Regions from separate parts of the Hordeum vulgare genome. Here region 1 is linked to region 2. A link is a contact called in public Hi-C data. All regions are on one chromosome and are shown on one strand. Each heading gives the region's core, a stretch centred on a gene start, on an enhancer-like site or on the middle of the called end of the contact. The rest is flanking DNA. Distances are from core to core; before and after follow the strand shown. Region 1 holds the start of LOC123439751 (AP2-like ethylene-responsive transcription factor SMOS1). Region 2 holds the start of LOC123439712 (probable folate-biopterin transporter 7).

Region 1 (2,878 bases), core at 59-2,558, 330 kb after region 2:
CACAATAATCCCAAATGACCTCTGCAATAAAAGGAAGTTAAGATGGACAAGTTTCCTATACACCAATGTAATAAGATTGCTAAAGAAGCATGATAAATTAACAACAGCTGTAACTCTGTACTGAGCACACAATAGTCGCATACCTTGTTTCCCTTTTTTATTCTGATTCTGATTCCATGTGCTTTTGTCCCAAAGGTGAGCCTCATATCGCCCTGTCCATCTATGCCTATTGATGCAACATTGGGCTAAGTAATAAATTGAATGAATACATGTATAAGGAACACCAAAAGGAGATAATGCTATGCTCACAAAAAGTTTAAGGAAGTATATGTCTGTTGAAGGCAGTAAAAAAGAAAAGAAATAATAGCGTATAGTACAGAAAATAATACTCATAAGTGGAGAAGGAAGGAGCGAAGGAGGACACCAAATATGAAATGCGCACCGAGAAGCATGAAGTGCCAAGCACGGTGAAGAGGTCAAACTTGGAAGTATTTGTAAACAATTAAGGTGGCCAGACATCGGAGGTAATACTACTTGTAATTTCTCGTGGTTGAGCGTGCACATTAACCATTAGCATGTGCTGACCTGCAGATCATCGTTTGAACAGGGTACTAACTGTGATGTTCATACATTAATTTACAGCTGTTTCGTGATAATAACCAGAGACAAACACTGGCTGCAATGTTGAGATACCTAACAGCAATAGTCCTCTATAACATTCACTTATTCTCGTCGTGTGCCAGTTCTCATCGGATCTCCCAGGCTAGTCACGCTCTGCGTCACTTTCCGATACGCTCCCCACCCCCAATAACTCGAGACAGAGACGCATACGGAAGCTCATTGGCGATCTGTAGTGCTGAGCTTCTTCCAGACATGGTCGCCGGGAAACGAAAAGCAGGTAGCAGCGGAGATGAGTCCGTGAGCGGGCCAGGCAGGGGCGGTACGTACCGGGTGACCCCGCGGTAGATGGAGCTGCGTTTCCCGGCGGCGCAGGGCGTCATGCGGCTGATGCGGTCCTTGGCGGTGCAGACGCGCTCCTTCCGCGCCGGGGCGAGCCTCCTGGGCGGCGCCTGCTCCGCGGCGGCCACCCCCACCGCCGCGCCGTACGCGGGCGGCGGCCCCTCGCTTCCCCCCGCCGCGGCCTCCAGCTTGTTCTGCAGCCCCGCGTCGGCCGCGGCGGGGTTGGGGGAGGCCATGGCGCCGCCACCGGATCGGTCGAGCCGGCGCGACGAGGCAGGAGGACGGGGGCGAGCGCTTCGGCCTTTGGAGGAGTCGCAGTGGTGACCGTTTGGGGGCGGCCGTGGTGGTGGTTTCAAATGGAGGGGGGGAGGGGTGGGGGAGGAGGAGCAGAGGCAGAGGTGGATGGGGACGCGTGGAGCCCAGTGGGCCGGCACATGGGGAGCAGGGAGCCGCAGGGGAATCCGAGGATGCGCGATTGATGATGACGGCTAGAGAAGAAGGAAGAGAGTTGAGCCGATGGTAGCGGGCCGGAAAGGGACGGCAGCAGCGCCACGCCGGATGCGGGTTTGTCCGGCCCGTCGTCGCTTCCGCGAACGGCATCGGTACGGCTCGCGTGGCCGATTCTTACTCCCATCGATGCCGACCCGACAGGGGCAAACCCCGTGATGGAAAACACGAGGGATGTGCAGATGGAACTCCGTGATGAATGATGATGATGCATAAAGAAACAAAACACTGGAAATGAACCGACTGGAGTGGAGTTGAGTTGAGTTCAATGCCTCAGGACCGTTGGCCACCGTGTCAGATGCGGCAGGAGGTGAGTGAATGGGGCTGATCGAGTCGAGTTGGTTCATGGGAGGCCGTGGACAGTACTGCACTACCACGGTACTGCCGTGCCACATTGAAGGCAGGTGTACTGCGCTGCATGCTCACTCTCTCTACTGGCTAGTAGCTCTGTGTTAATGTTGCACTCACTTCACGTCACGTAGGGGTAGCACGTATCATGTCAGTCACGTCACGTCACGTAGGGATAGCCCATGTCAATCACGTCGCCACGGGCATATCAAATGCATCGGCCAAAATCGTGTATTTAAAGCAACTTTAACGGTTGATCCGAACGAATGAAGATTAGTTCGGTTTGTTCGTTTGGATCGACCGGTCGGTCGGCGTCCGTCCTGTTTTAGATATGAGTCGGCAGCGCGTTCAACGCGCCGACCTATATGTGCCGGCGTGGCCGGCTGGTTGTCTGGCCGTTCTATTTTGCATTGAATTTGCTAACATAATTTGGACCGAATAAAATAACATAGTTATTACAAGCCGAATAAACATAACATAGTTTTCACATATTTTTGCAAACGAATAAGAAGATAAATCCATTGGTCGCCAACATGAGCCCACATATGCTCAACCAAATCATTTTACAGCTGCACGTGTGTTTCCCAATCATGCATGTCTTGATGAAATTGGATGAACTGTTCAAACGTTGTTGCTCCTCCATGCTCAGGCACAACATTCTCACCCTGAAACTAAAACCCTTGATCGTACATACGTTCCGAGCGCTCGTCTTCTACGGTCATATTATGCATGATCACACAAGCAGTCATCACCTTTCACAGTTTCTGCGTGCTCCACGTATTAGCAGGATACCGAACGATGCCCCATCGAGATTGCGAAACACCAAAGGCACGCTCGACATCCTTCCTAGCACCCTCTTGCTCTTGGGCAAATCTTTTCCTCTTCTCTCCGACAGGGTTGGGTATTGTCTTGACAATAGTGGTCCACTGAGGATAGATTCCGTCACCCAGGTAGTATCATTTGTCGTGGTTGTGGTCGTTAACAGTAAAGTTCACCGGTGGGCTGTTGTCTTCGACAAGCCTAGCAAACACCGGCGAGCGCTGAAGCACGTTGATATCATTGT
Region 2 (2,847 bases), core at 301-2,800:
AGAAAGAGATGGCCAGAGGGCAATTCCTAACCATGAAACTGCCTGCAAGAGAGCTGCAACCACAGCAATAAGAAGGTATGTTAGAACTATATAATCAGCTATATATGAAAAAAAAAGGTACACTGCAGCACACCGCAAGCATTTTCAGACGCATCAGTTGTTGGGTTTCATACCATGATTATCGTTGAGTAAATAACATTAGTTTTTCTTAGGCATCTGATTGTGTCAATTGTATCAAAACAAAATATTCAGCATGGAATCTGAAGATGGGCAATCTTAAGTGGTGGTATTGCACAAATTATGACACTTTAAAGTGCAGGGCAAGGGCCACATCCGACTGAGAAAATATGCATCGTGACACTCTGGTTGCTGCTCTAAAAGACTACTTCACGAAAAGATGGAGAACGATGGTAATCAGAAGAGAAAACGGAAAGGGAAAGTGAAAGTGAAAGAAAACAAAAGGCACGCGCATAATAATCAAGAGGACAACTGTGTTCAAGTATATTCTTTATGGCGCTGTCATTCGCCACATGACACCAATGTGCAAACAAGTGAACAGCACGCAAGAAAAGAACGCAGAAAGCTCTAGCGTGGTAATCATTTTACTTTTTCTCCAAGGACAGCGCAGAAGAGTAAAAATATCCTACACTGCTCTGGCATACTAGAATTCCTACAACTCGTTTAATCAGTGATCAAGTACAGTGAAAGAGCGAAATTGTGCGTGCAACACGGGCAGTGCAGGGAAGGTGGAAATTTCAGAGAATTATCATTCTGCATCGCGAGTGTGGTTCCTATAATTCCAGGTTAACCGGTAAAGGGAGGTATGGAACCGAGCGTGCTTTCGAGCGTTCCACGTTATGAACCGTTAAAGTAAGGGAAGGGAGGGTATGGAAATGGAATCACGATGAGGATCATGGCGTCGGTCGGAGATTACGGAAAGTGGTGTTGGCAGATCTGAGAAGGGCAATGCGATAACGTGGGGGGGATAAAGGGAGGGGGGGCGTACCGCCGATGGCGACGTATGGCAGGCGTCGGCAGCCGCGGATGGGGACGGCGTCGGAGAGCAGGCCGAGGAGCGGCTTGGCGACCATGGGCAGGGTGGCGGAGGCCTGGAGGATCTGCAGCGAGGAGGAGGGGACGCCCATGGCGTCCTTGAGGAAGAAGTTGACGCCGAGCCACGGGAAGAGCCGGAAGCCCTGCACCCAGAACCCCACCCCGATCACCCACCGCTGCGTGGCGGCCGTGGCGGCCCTCTCGCCCTCCGCCTTCTGCTCCTTCTCCATGGCCCTCCCTCCTCCTCCTCCTCCTCCCCCGAAATCCGGCAGTGCGGAGTCTCGTCTGATCCGCGCGTCGCCGGGCCTTGTGTTCCTGCTCCGCTCCCGATCCGAGGGAAGGGAATGGGAGAGCTCGTGGTGGTTCTTGTGTTGTGCTCCCACCGGGGCGGGAGGACACGTGGGAGGGTTAGGTGTTATTTGGCCGAACAGAGTAGCAGTGGTGATGCAGGGGAATGTGGAATGGAATGGTTGGCACGAGAAGAACCAACACGTTGCCACGGATATGACACGGGGGCGTGGAGGCTCGCTGTATGTATGGCCGTACCTCCTTCCGGGCGGGCTCGTCTCTCGCTGGGGCCCAGAGCCATGTGGGCCAGTACCAATCGACCGTGTGTGCATGGTGGGTCAGTGCGCTCCCTGATGTCGGCGTGCCTTTTCGGCCGGCCTCCGGGCCACTTTTTACTAAATTGCTTTTTACTGTATTATATAAGGTGTAAACTACTCTAGTAGAAATTGCTTTTGAAGCTCGGCCTCCACCAAGGCTTTTAAATTTGAAATTCAAATTTCATGAAAATTTATATTTTTGTATTTCAAAAAAATCTAAAAAATACAGAGATAAGTGAAGGCGTAACACACATGTGTGTAAATTTTCAGAAAAAATTACGTTAAAATGAGGGTTGTAAAAAAAGACAAATCTAAGGCTTTTTAACACATGATACTATTCATCGTTTCAGGCCATGAATTTATCTTTTTTGTTCAAGTCGTATTTTAAGATATTTAGTCCTAAGTTTTACACACATATACATAACATCCTTCCTTACTTGCCTATTTTTTTAGTTTCTTTTTAAATCAAAAAGTTCGAATTTTATTTTTTTTTCAAAAATTTCGATCACCATGGAGCTCGGCCTCCAAACGTCCATTCTCGTAAACTACGCCATCCCATGAAAAAGTCAAAATATTGCTAAAAAATGAAAAAAAGCAGATTGAATATTGCAAGTTTGACATGCCATAATTTTAGCCGTAGTAGACATTGCGATAGATGCATCAAGCTTTTCTTGCAAATATGCAAGTTTTCTTTTGCGGGGTTGCAAATATACAAGTTTGGCATGCATTTATTGGCAATATGTATATCAAGCTCTTCTTGCAATATAGTCCTCCTAGGATTTATGTGCTATATAATCCGATAGGTGGTTTCCTGCTTCTCATGTTTATTGAATATGCTCCAACATCACTAGTGTAGTTTTCATTTTCTGTTGACATGTCTAGTTAATCAGGGCCGGACCGGCAATATCCGGGGCCCTGTGCCAAAATTTAAAAAGGGGCATATCTTTTGGTGGTGGAGCTATAAAGGGAAAAAAGGTGGACTAAACTAAATAAGAGACCCGATTATCTTCCCAAATTATATATAGTACTATTTCGGTAATTTGCAAAAAATAGTAGTATTGCAGTAGAGATAGTAAATACCCGGTACCTTTTGTTCCCTTCATTATGAGATCAACACATTTATCCTTGCAACAAGGCCAACTCATGGGTGCCTAGGAAAACAAAAGAGCACACAGGGTTGAAGCTAACC

What was found. Hi-C and Micro-C count contacts between places; a contact is called where the count stands out from the background.
Region 1: a contact with region 2 is called in a Hi-C map of seedling, with 6 times the contacts expected there. The contact joins the promoter of LOC123439751 here to the promoter of LOC123439712 in region 2. A contact is called at or near these places in 2 of 6 Hi-C or Micro-C datasets (leaf and seedling).

The regions. Positions count from the first base shown.
Region 1 is chr1H:390,382,072-390,384,949 of MorexV3_pseudomolecules_assembly, forward strand. It overlaps LOC123439751 (AP2-like ethylene-responsive transcription factor SMOS1), which reads right to left and starts at 1,309. Exons shown (of 10, transcript XM_045116443.1): 1 at 949-1,309; 2 at 144-226. The coding sequence starts at 1,196.
Region 2 is chr1H:390,051,702-390,054,548 of MorexV3_pseudomolecules_assembly, forward strand. LOC123439712 (probable folate-biopterin transporter 7) reads right to left here and starts at 1,551. Exons shown (of 2, transcript XM_045116402.1): 1 at 1,007-1,551; 2 at 1-53. The coding sequence starts at 1,283.